2 separate regions of the Mus musculus genome follow, and region 1 is linked to region 2. Evidence: chromatin contacts called from public Hi-C data. All regions are on one chromosome and are shown on one strand. Each heading gives the region's core, a stretch centred on a gene start, on an enhancer-like site or on the middle of the called end of the contact. The rest is flanking DNA. Distances are from core to core; before and after follow the strand shown.

Region 1 (6,150 bases), core at 3,507-6,006, 170 kb after region 2:
ACCATCATAGTCATAGTAGCAGACAGGTACGGCACTAAAGTAGTAGCTGAGAATATATGTCATAATTCAGAAGTTATTAGAATGACACTTGGAATAGAGTGGGCTTTTTGAAACCTTAAAGACTGTCCCAAGTGACACACCTTCTCTAACAAGGACACATCTCCTAATTCTTCCCAAACAGTTCCACCAACTGAGGGCCAAGTATGCAAATATATGAGCCTTTGGGACCATTCTCATTCAAACAGACATAAGCATAATGGTTAATATTATTACTGATTTTTAGGTTTGGAACTTATTTTGAAGTTAAATAATCTAGCCATGTAGAGACAAATCCTTCCTTTAAGGTATACATATATATTCATTTATTTATTTAAATCAACAAATATTGAAACTCCTTACACACTACATACTATTGTGAGTATAGAAGATAAGAAATGGATGGAATAAAAATCTTTCTTTTCTTTTGGAATAAAATTCTAATGGATACATATAATGCACAAGATAACTGTCTTAGTTAGGGTTTTGCTGCTGTGAACAGATACTATGACCAAAGCTCATTTTATAAAAGACTACATTTGATTGAGGCTGGCTTACAGGTTCTGAGGTTCAATCTAGTATCAACGTGGTAGCATGGCAGCATCCAGACAGGTATGGTGCAGGATGTATTTAGAGTTCTACATCTTCATCTGAAGACTGCATGGAAAAGATTGTCTTCCAGGCACTTAGGATGTGGGTCTTAAAGCCTATACCCACAGTGACACACCTACTCTAACAAGGCCACACCTACTCCAACAAGGCCTCACCTTCTAACAGTGCTACTCCCTGTACTATGCGTATTCAAACCATCAAAATAAGTAACTTATTAGATGCAAGAAGTATACATGTGTATACTTCACATATGTATGTGTATTTATGTATATGTACATGTATTTCTGTATATAACCATTTGTGTTATACTAAACATGAATTAATATGAAAATATGCACCCTAGGTTTCACATGAACCTCATGATTCAATCTTGTTTATCTGTTATTTCCTACTCTAAAAATGGGAAACAAGGATGACAACACAGATGACTTGTACAAGATAGAATAATAGTTTTCTTTTAGTGTGACTAAGTGTTCATATTGTAGATCTGTGATGTCAGACAACAATACTTTGTTTTAAAATTTAGAGTAATTGTGACTCCTTTGTTATGTTTAGAAGAAAACTGTTTCCTCAAACCCACTACAGTTCAGACTAAGAATGCAGAAAGAAATGGTGGAACTTAAAAACATGTGTGTTTTGTAAGTTATGGTATAGAACAGTTCACATAATTTCTGCTTATGCCACGTTGATGGGATTTTAGTCAAATGACCACACCCACTATACTAAAGGATGAGAAAGTAGTATTGTCAGTAATTGTATGTAAAACATTCAAAGATTGTATAATAAAATGCATACAGGAAGATTATTGTTACAAAACATAAAAACCATTTAAAATCATTATTATTTGAAGGAGAAATTGAAATACATCACGAGGATGATACAAAGTTATTTGGTAATTAAAAGAGATAAAAATTGGTTAAGAAAATCTTGGATGAACCATTCTGACTTTAAAAGTTTTAATAAAAGTTTTAAAGATTAAATTCTGAAAGGAATAAGAAAGGTACAAAGTTAAATTTTTGATAAACAAAACATTCAGTCTAATGTTGAGACATGCTTAAAGAGTAGGAGTATTACTAGTCAGCCAAAAATTACATTAATAGAGAATATTCAATTTCAAGATATACCCTATGCTGGTATTAAAAGATGGACATTATAAATGCTGTGGGTTTGAGTGTTTATTAAAAATTTCTAGGCTAATATTCTTCAAAATATGTTGCCTTCTTGTCTGCTGTCTGTATGCCTGTCTGTCTGTTTGACTGTCTGTCATCTTTATTTTTGCAATCCCAAATACTCTGGGGGCTGAGGCAAGAGTATAACAAATTTAGACCCACTGTGGGTGACAGTAACCAAATGAGATTTTCTTTCAGTGTAAAATGTTAAAATATATTAAGTGATGTAGTTCAGTTATAGACCACTTACGTAGCATGTAGAAAGCACAAGATTCACATTTCAATTTGGGAATGGGGAAGGAAAGGAAAAGAATGATGGAGAGAGAGAGAGAGAGAGAGAGAGAGAGAGAGAGAGAACACCCCTTTAATGTGGAAAGATTGCTATTTGTGTAAAAGATGAATTTTTATGTAAAGAAAGAAATTACTATTTAAAAATTGGACACGTGGGACCTGAAACTTTGTTTGAAATGCCCAATTTTCAAATAAAACTGACAAGATCTGAAATAAAAGGTCAGGAAGCCACATATTGAGTCTAACATCAATCAACTGAAATTAATTCTAAGTCAACCTAGATGTACTATAGGAAGTACTTCAAGGGAGCTATTGCAAACCAAGTTTTAAAATATATTTAAAGACTTCATGGAAAGTATGACACTGATTTTAAAAAAGCAGAGACTTTTAACAAAGATATAATATGAAACAATTGTAAATTTTAGTGCCAAATCATGAAGAGTTATGATGGCAAATGATAGAAATCACAATCTGAAAGGTCTATAGAAATCATCCAATTTCAAGAGGACAGACAAAAGAAGTGTGAAGAAACAGAAGCAGTATGGATTCAAAGTCATGCTATGAAAATATTACATACACATCAATTATATAATTAATTGGACTCCAAGAAACAGGGGGAACATGGCTCAAAAGTCTTGAATCATTATAAAGACTAGATAGATTCATGAAACTTACAAATGCCAAAGGGAGTGTGAATGACCACACCCAACACAAGAAAAGTATTTGAAAATTCCAGTACCTTTGAGGGAAGACCTAGATACACTTTGTCTTAGTCAGGGTTTCTATTCCTGAACAAACATCATGAACAAGAAGCAAGTTGGAGAGGAAAGGGTTTATTCTGCTTACACTTCCAAACTGCTGTTCATCTCCAAAGGAGGTCAGGACTGGAACTCAAGCAGGTCAGGTAGCAGGAGCTGATGCAGAGGCCAGGGAGGGATGTTCCTTACTGGCTTGCTTCCCCTGGCTTGTTCAGCCTGCTCTCTTATAGAATCCAAGACTACCAGCCCAGAGATGGCACCACCTACAATGGGCCCTTCCCCCTTGATCACCAACTGAGAAAATGCACCACAGCTGGATCTCATGGAGTCACTTCCCCAATTGAAGCTCCTTTCTCTGTGATTAACTCTAGTCTGTGTCAAGTTGACACACAAAACCAGCCAGCACATACTTGTTCTGAAGTACACACCATAAATTTTGTAGACAATGGTTATAGTTGGTTTTGAACAGTAATTTCCACATTAAAATATTTCTTGGCAGCTATACAATCAGTTGACTATTCAGTGAAAGTTTTAAGAATTAGTTGCAGACAGGTACCAGCAATGCTGTTTCCATTTTAATTTGATTGTGCTGTTTATGACTATCTAAGCAAACATTAGACCAAAATTATCTTCTGCTTAACCTTGCTTTTGGAAACTTGTTCCATCATAATATATTACAGTCTATTCCAGGAGACAGTAAGTTTCAAGAGGGAATTCTTCAGTGTAAATAAAAGTAAAAGACAAGAAAAAAAAATATGTGAATTGAGATAAAGAAGATAATCAAGAGATACACTCAGAATGCCCTGAGTTTGGGAGATGCCACATTTTTCATTTTAGAAAAAGTGGGAAGAAATGGAAGGCAGGTTAATTATGTAAACAATCTCTTTTCAATAACTGAGCAATGTCAGTACACGATGCTACTGATGAGCATTGTAAAAAAAATTATACTCCAGTATATGTGAAATTAAAACAGTAAATACTATATAGCTTTATTCTTTCCAATAGTAAAATAACTAGATTAAATATTTTACCATTAAAAATTATTTTTGTGTCATAGTATGGATCATTGAGATTTTCCATTGTTAACCATTCTTATTCCATCCGTTTCTGCTATTGTTTCTATTATTCATTTTCTTGTGCTTAATTCAACTTAATTTGCTGTTTTCTTTCAAGAGGACAATGTAAAATAATTAATTCTTGAACTGTTCTTTTATGTATTCTAATATAGTGTTGAAGAGATGGCTCCGAGGTTAAGAGCACTGACTGTTTTTTCAGAGGTCCTGAGTTCAATCCCCAGCAACTACATATGACTCACAACCATCTGCAATGAGATTGGATACTCTCTTCTGGTATGTCTGAAGACAGCAACAGTGTACTCATATACTTGAATAAATGAATAAAATCTATTAAAAATTCAAATATAAACATTTCCTACTATAAATTGAATGTTATTACTGCTATCACTACATTTAGAGTATTGTTTTACTTTTATTTTCTTGCAAATATTTTCTCTTTGATGAATAGTTAGGAAACATGTCACTAACTCTAAACTTGGGGCTTGGAATTGTTCATATATTCTTCTGTTATTCATTTGTAGTTCCATTTTATTACAGACTAACATAGACTCAACATGCTTTCTTTTCTTTTTTTTTATTTAAACAATTTTAATTAGATATTTTCTTCATTTACAATTCAAATGCTATCCCGAAAGTCCCTTATACCCTCCCTCCTCCCTGCTCCCCAACCCACCTACTCCTGCTTCCTGGCCCTGGCATTCCCTGTATTGGGGCATGGCCTAGAACAGTGGTTCTCGACTTGTGGGTCACAACCCTATTGAGAGTAGCATATCAAATATCATGCCTATCAAATATTTACATTATGACTCAGTCATTACAGTAGTAAGGAAAGAATTTTATGGTTGACATAACCACAACATGAGGAAGTGTATTAAGGTGACTCAGCATTAAGAAACTTGAGAACCACTGGCTTAGAGGATAATCTATGTCGGTGAACATCCCATTGTGTTTTTAATAATGTCAGTTTTCTTTGATTAGGAAGTGCTAAATATTTGGATGTTGCACTAATGAACAGTGTTCTTCGGTCTTCCACACCTTCATGATTTTCTGTTCAAGTTTACTGTGTGATATTGAAGGCATTGAAGTCTTCAGTTACAGTTATTCCTTTATCTCCTTCTCTTTTCATTTCCAATACTGGATTAATAGTGACACATTTAAAACTAATTTTAGTAAGTACTCTAGAACTTTCAATGTGCATATGCAATATGACAGTCAGTCTTAGAATATTATTATACCATCTATGTATATATATAACTTAAGCAGCATTCAATGCTGAGTTACAATGTTCTTTCTTAATTTTGTGCTTTGTTTTATTTTGCTTCTGCATATTTCACATACATTATTGTGTTACTATTTTTGTGTTAGACATTTAAGTGTTTCTAAAGTGGCTGAAAATAATGTGTTACATGATAACACATTTTTTTTTAAATCTGGTTCTGTCTGTCTGGAATTCAGATTCAATAAACTTACCTTTTTAAGTCTCACTATCATGGGCATGAGGAGGAGGCACCTGGGAGTGTACATGGGTATGCATGTGTGTAGGAGGGGTGCTTAGAGGTGTGTGCATATATATATGTATATATATGACATATATAGATATGAAATATCTTTTTCAGTAATTTTCAATCTCAATTTTTAGTTTTATTTACTTCTGTGGTGTGTGTGTGTGTGTGTGTGTGTGTTTGTGTTAATATGTACTAGTTCCATGTGGTACATGTGAATCACAGAAGAATGTGCCAGATAACTATAGTTACAGGTGGTTGTGAGATGCTGTGTGGTTGCTGGAAAATAAAACTGGGTCCTCAGTAAGTTTCTTCAGACCCTTCTTGCTGTGTTTGAAGCAGAACCTTTCCTTTTAATGATTGGACCATAGCAATTTGGTAAGATCAATTTTCCATGGACCCAAGGGATCTTGCTCTTACCTGGTACCAGAAATCTGGATTCGTATCCTCACGCCTAGGTGACAAGTACAACTACAATAAATATTTAACCCTTCACTGATTTGAGCGAGGCATGTACAGTTTCATCTTAGAAATTTCATAATCTCCAGTTCTTGAGGTCTCTATTTGTGTTGTTGTTGTCGTCTATTTTCTCTCTTCTTATTTAGTTGAGAAAATTAATTTGCTTTAGCTCCAAGTTTATTGATTCTTTCCTTACTATATACTTTGGGAGAAAGCACCACAAAGGGATTTTAAAATCTTTATTTCC
Region 2 (6,357 bases), core at 2,870-5,369:
GTGGGTGGGTTGGTAATCAGATAGTTAGGGAGGGGATAGTGGATTTTCAGAGGGGAAACCAGGAAAGGGGATAACATTTGAAATGTAAATAAAGAAAATATCTAATAAAAAATAAAACAAACAAACAAAACAACAACAAGAACATCAAAAATCTTCTAAATTTAAGAACTTAGAAAATCCCATCTAGAATGAACTAAAGATGCCCAGGCCAATACACGATACATTTTACCTGCTGAAGAGTAAAATTAAAGCCCTGAAAGCTATGGGGCAGAAATAAAAAATATTGACAAAGACCTTAAATTCTTTATTGACTGTTTCTGGCTTTCAAAACTAAACTCAGCCCATCTAACTAGCAGACCATTTATCATACATCAGACTCTGGGCCAGGCACCCGAGGGACACCTGTCAATCCTACCGCTGTTCTCTCTGCAAGCAATGTAATGAACTGTGCAATTGGAAAGAATTTGAACTTGGGGAACAAATGAACAAGCAAACCAGAGATTCTTAACTGTCGATTCCTAGATGGGTTTTAGCTCTGCAAGTTTTGTGAACTAATCTGAAGATGTGAGCATGTGTGGATATTTAGTTAGGGAAAAATAATAATCAAAAGTATTTATCAGATTCTCAAAGGAGCTGGTGGTTAAGATCCACCCTAAGACTTTGTGTGTGTGTGTGTTTGTGTGTGCGCACAGTATGAGTGTGCACATAAGAAGGACAGAGCACCGAACCTATTCCTCACTCAGGCTTATTTTTGAGAGCAGGGCTTCTCCATGAATCTGAAACTCAGTGCAGTGGCTAGTGGCTGGGCAGGAAGGCCCAGGGACACACCTGTCTCTATCCCTGGGGTGGAGATTTTAACCCATGTGCTGCTGCCCAGGTTTTATAGGGGTGTTAGATCTTCATGCTTGTACAGGAAGCATTGTTATCAATGGAGCCATCTGTCCAGCCCAGGTTTTTGTGTTTAAGCAAAATCTTATCGTCTAAGTAAGAAATGAAGCTCCTCCCTTCTCACTTTTAATTCTATTAAGCACTAATTATTTAGTGTATATGTGAGATGTTGGGAACACGTATGGTGGTCAGGGTGTTGTCGGCTGTGGGAGTTGGTTCTTTTCTTCCTTGATGTGGATGCTGAGGATCCAGCTCAGGTAGGTCATCAGTAAAGGAATTCGCCTTTATCCACTGAGTCATCTCCTTGGCCCAGTGAAGCTAAAATGTTTAGAAAGCATATCCCTCTACCTCTGCTTTTAAGGATAAAATAAGAAATGGCCATTGTTGAAAACATTCTTTGGAGTAGTTTTGGAAACACACTGTCAGTAAAGACTGTTTTCCTGTAGGAAAACAGGAGGTGATTAAATGACTTCGGCTTATAATGGGCTTTACGTTAGATTTTCCCCATCCCAGAGAAGTTGAGACTGGCAAGGAAGAGAAGGCTTCCTTTCTAAATCTGCTCCAATGAGCTGGTGGACAAAAGATGACAGCTGTCCTGCCACCTGCATGTTCTTTTTTTTCCTAAGCATGCATGAACACGTTTTATTAAATGCCAATTTACCCAAACAAAGACTGTTAGCCTTTTCTCTGGTGAAAAGATAAAATACCTTCCAAAAAAAAACCAGTAAACCCATTTGGTTTCCATGTCTTTATAATGTAAGCATTCCTTACTACTTCTTACTGTTAACTGGAACTCTCAGGCATGCCACATCAGTTCAGTGGGGAAAGGGTCTGCACACTAAATTTTATTGGCCACAGCCTGCTTCCTGACAAAAGCCAAGGCCTGTAAGGGCATCTGGAGAGTGAGACTGGACAAGGCATTTTGGGGAACAGCTGGATTATCTACTTTGAGAACATAGACTACTTTGACTTACTGAGACTATTTCATTCTTCAGAATCAAACAAAGGCCTGAAGATCCTTGCCAAGCTTGGGTCTTCAGGTTCCACTTTCTCAACTTCTATGCAATACAGACAGAATTAAAAGTTCTGTTTGGAACAAAAGGACCTGAAGTGACTCTTGGGTACTAACAGTTTGAGTAGTTTTTCTTGAAACTATAACATTCTAATTTAAATTCTAGCCAGAATATTTGTCCTGGGCCCAAAAATGTGAATTAAAAATCTCTGTAATCTATTGGTTTGGGGACTCTTGGAATTACTAGGGCAAAGAGGGTACACCTTTTTAGCTGGTGTACAAATCAAAACACTTCCTTTCCTATTTGTGGATTTTCTATCAGAATCCTCGTCTATCTCAAAGATGCCCATTTCTTGCCCATGGTGATCCTTTAAGGTAACATAACCAGTCCCTTTTCACTCAGATTATAAATAATTAGCTCATAGATACAAGCAGACCAAAACAATAGGTGAACTGATGGCATAATGGCTATGTATTTGATACAATACATCTCACAAGGAGAAGATACTCAATGTAAAGTTATCTTTTAACAAATATTTTCTCTATTTTAGTATTAGATATGTTTAGTACATTTTTATTAAACTTTTTCTCAGAGATAAAAGTTTTTGGCTAAGATCTAAGTACAATATCAACTTGCGAGATAAAAACAGAAGCATTAAAAAAAAAGAAAACCAGTAACAACAATAAAACAAATCCAAAACCCACCCCAACCGGTTCTCTGAGAGAGTGAGAGTGAGAGTGAGAGAGAGAGATCCCCAGAATGCAAGAGGCAGTGATTATAACAATATAGATTTACTAGATTCTGAACAAATACTTCCATCTTCCAATTCCATGTGCTCTGACAACTTGAAAGTATGAAATAATACTTTTGCAAACTTAAGCCCTCTCACTTTGGCCCCTTCCCAAGCAGCAAATACAAGTTATGGGCCACATTATTAGTGCACTCTTTGTTGTTAAGAGCCGCCCTCCACTCCCATCTGCCCTCCACTCCCATCTGCCCCCATTGTAGAAGAAACAAGTATGAACGTGAAAGCATCTCTTAACTGAGAGTGTTAACTCTCAGCTAACTGTAACCCTCTTGCTGAGAACGGGAGAGATCAAATCTTGGGGTCGGCCTCAACAGAACAATGGTTTTCAGCACACTGGTCAGGGTGCAGTCTAATTCAGAAGAGTCCTTCAGAGTCACATCTGTCCATTTCGCTTTCTTGCGTATATCCCCAAGCAAGCACAGATGCCGGTAATGCTGAGAACCACACCTAATAAGAGTGCAATCGCGTCTCCAGCTTCCACTGCTTCAACAACAGGCAGGATCAAAAGCAGCGAAGCGAGGACTAAGATCAATTGCGTTGAAACTGAATTCATGATGCTAGGATCTGGAGGGCTGAACTTGCCTAGAAGTTAAACACCGAACAAAAGAAACTGTTAAAAAAAAAAGCCTTATTTTTTTTTTTTTGAATGACAATATTAATATAAAACAATCTTTTAGACTGGAATTTGTGAATCATTTCAGATGTCAGTTTAAGATGACAAAACTAAAGACAGTCATTTTAGGTTATCATTAGAAAAGAGAGGGAAAAATGCATAAGATACTTGCCAAATAAAATACCCTAACAGGTAAAAGTCACATTTTATTAGCATGTCTCTTATCTAGAAAATTCAACACAACACGTGACTCTGTGAAGTTGTAAGGAATTAATAAGACTTACCGAAACAAGGGTATAAGTAATTCTACCCAACGTGAAATATTCTCTTTGGAACTTCCGGATGCTGAGGCTAAGAGGTTACTCGTGACACAGCCTATTTTAAAGAGGAAGCTAGAGTCAGTGAGAAACGAACAGCAAGGACAGAAATTGGTAACGAGTACAGAAAACACTCCCTAACAGTTCCTTCAAAAAGAGACTACTAGATTTAAAGTTAGTTCTCACACACAGATTGCTAAATGAAACCAAGCCGAGAAGCAAATTCATCCCAAGATCTAACATAAAGATCTGGAATTCCTTCGCCCTGGGAGGGTGCAAATTTGTTGGGTTGTGCAAGTACACTAGGAGAATCAATCCTGGAATCCCCGGGAGCGGAGTTTGTACCTTACCGGACCGAAAGCAGCCATTACAGGAATGGAGAGCAGGGCGGTGTCGCCAGACTACATTTCCCACAAGCCCTGCTGCCTACTCCCGTCATGCACAGCGCGCTCTGGGATCCCTGACTGAGGGATAGACCACAGGCTGCTTGTTGTTCGGGTTTCACAAGTTTGCCCTCTGGTTTTACTGTTAAAGAGAGGGTGAGTGTTCAAGAAAAGGTTTAGTGAATTCGTAGGACTAACGAAACAACAATACGTGTTTTCTGCCCTGTAAAGGAATTCTAGCCGCATGAATATGTCTTGTTAGTACTCTGAAATAAGGAAGTAACCGTGGGAGAGGGTAGCTGAGGGAAGCCATCTGTTTGGGAATGTTTCAAACCTGGGGCCTTCCAACATTTCTGCAGCAGAAAATCCCCGTTATCATTTTCCAAATGTGCCTAATGACATTTGCTAATTTTTTAAAACTAACGGGGAAAATAAGCACATTTAATCAGAAAGTTTGGAAAATATTGAATCATTTGTGGTGCAAATCAGGTTTAGAAAATATGGTTTCAGCCCTATACACAGATCTTTTCCGATTCGAATTCTTGTCTTTTTCAGAATGTTCACTCTCCACAGCCTCCCAATATTTTAAGATGCCAAGTTTAGTACTCAAAACCATTATAAGTATTATTCACATGCATCTGTAAGCATTAACTTTGAAAAGTTCTTGAAGTCTTGTTACCTGGGATATCCATACTAAATGTTCCTTCTGGCCCGAGCACTTTCATACTTACTGACAATTTGTCATCTTCTCATTGTAAGTTACTCACGGTGCTGAGTTAGAGGTGCCCGGACTTGTCCTGATAAAAATCATGCGAATACTGTGGGCACACTCAGTTGAGTGTCTATAATCAGCTTGTATTCTTGTGTTGTTGGTTCTCCTTTTAAACACAGTTGTATCTCTCTGACGGTAATGATTTATACTTCTGCTTCCCAAAAGACGTTTGGCAGGAACTTCAGCGACATTAGCTAGGAACAATAATTTGATGAAATAAATGTGCCAAGATTTTACAGGAGCTTCACAGAGGTGGTGAACACATTAAAGCAAGTTGTGTCTGATAGATTGACAGTGTTGTTTTTCTAAAGTTAATTATTTTAACAAATTCACTCTAATTGCACTTGTCTTATGTTGCTTTTGGCTTTGTATCTTTCCTATCAATTAGTTTTGGAATAGGACCTCTTGCTTTTATGACTTCCAAAATATCCTCCTACATTCCAGTGTTTTCATTTGGGAGGTTTTATTTTTCCTTATGTATTTGTTTCAGCTAGTGGAAGTCTGCAGACTAAAGTTAGTGCTTGTACACTTTTCTGTTCCTGAGTCTGTAAAGTGTCTTGCTTAAGCTTTAAGTTTGCAGAGTCTATGCATGGTAAAAATGTTCATCTTTTCAATTATTGTAGTTAGAAATTAACTAATGACTTGGTCTATCTGTAAAACCGTGGTACAAATTGGTGTAGGGATATTTTGGGCTCAAATATAGTTTTAAACTGAAATCTGTTGCATTTTGCTAATTAGGTTCTCTCCGTATTGGAAATCCAAGGAAATGCTTTTACAACAGCACTTTTAGGTTAGAGGCTATTATAATTCTATTTTTTCCTCATTCTATTCTAACTAGTCTGTTTTTCTTTTAATAGTAATTTATTCCTTTACTTTAAAACAACGGTTCCACCATACTAGACAAACTTTCAGGTTACTTGTCAAGATGCAAATCTCAGAACTACTCTCCTTACCTCTGAGGGGGTTCCACCACTCACATACTCTTTCCATTCCATGCACATTTAATGCTCGACTGTTTAATACAAAAGCTAATTTGTTTTCCTCTATTGACATTTTGCTCTTGCTGTTTTCTCTGCCAGTAATACTTTCCGACAGATTTGTCATAGTTATTCTTAGCATCATCCAGGGTTTAGAGCTTTGTTCAAGCTTCCCTTTCCATCTTAGTTAAAACAAAAACACAAAATTAACACACTCTACTATTATATTATGTAGATAAACACATTCAAGTAGAAATTCTATGTGAGGTAGAAATATTTTCATCTCGTTCATGGTTGATTTTTCACCTAGTAGAACAGTACCCTGTATGCTAGATACTTAGTAGATATCTTGTAAATGAATGAATAAGGGTAGTACAATACAGGATGGTATTACTGTTGTTACTTTTTCTGTTCATAGTACAAAGTATCTTACAAGCAAGAAGTTTGCTTTTGGACAAATTTATGAAGATGCTTAATATGTTATTTTGAATCTTCATTCAAAGTTGATTATCAAAAATTTTTCCTATAATAAAATATAAAAATCTTTCTTATTAATAATAAGACTTCTGTGAGAGTATAAGATGCA

Evidence for each region. A called contact is a pair of places that touch in the nucleus more often than the background predicts.
Region 1: a contact with region 2 is called in a Hi-C map of adipose-derived mesenchymal stem cells, with 2.0 times the contacts expected there. The contact joins the enhancer-like site here to the promoter of 1110019D14Rik in region 2. A contact is called at or near these places in 2 of 39 promoter capture datasets (the 3T3-L1 cell line and the C10 cell line), 2 of 484 Hi-C or Micro-C datasets (adipose-derived mesenchymal stem cells and bone marrow-derived macrophages) and 1 of 115 datasets of contacts at active chromatin or transcription factors (bone marrow-derived macrophages).

Annotation. Positions count from the first base shown.
Region 1 is chr6:14,040,100-14,046,249 of GRCm38.p6, forward strand. Gm38767 (a long non-coding RNA gene) reads left to right here. Exons shown (of 4, transcript XR_868803.3): 4 at 4,095-6,150. Among named protein-coding and RNA genes, the nearest start is that of Gm38767, 25 kb to the left of the region's middle. Within about 2 kb of position 4,757, at least 25 of the 459 cell types and tissues checked have an H3K27ac peak or open chromatin away from gene starts, as enhancers often do. A contact at or near this core is called in adipose-derived mesenchymal stem cells, where this site is marked.
Region 2 is chr6:13,867,450-13,873,806 of GRCm38.p6, forward strand. It overlaps 1110019D14Rik (RIKEN cDNA 1110019D14 gene), which reads left to right and starts at 4,120. Exons shown (of 3, transcript NR_045995.1): 1 at 4,120-4,178. 2610001J05Rik (RIKEN cDNA 2610001J05 gene) reads right to left here and starts at 4,069. Exons shown (of 3, transcript NM_001352887.1): 1 at 3,990-4,069; 2 at 3,607-3,697; 3 at 286-3,291. The coding sequence starts at 3,262. The coding sequence ends at 3,083.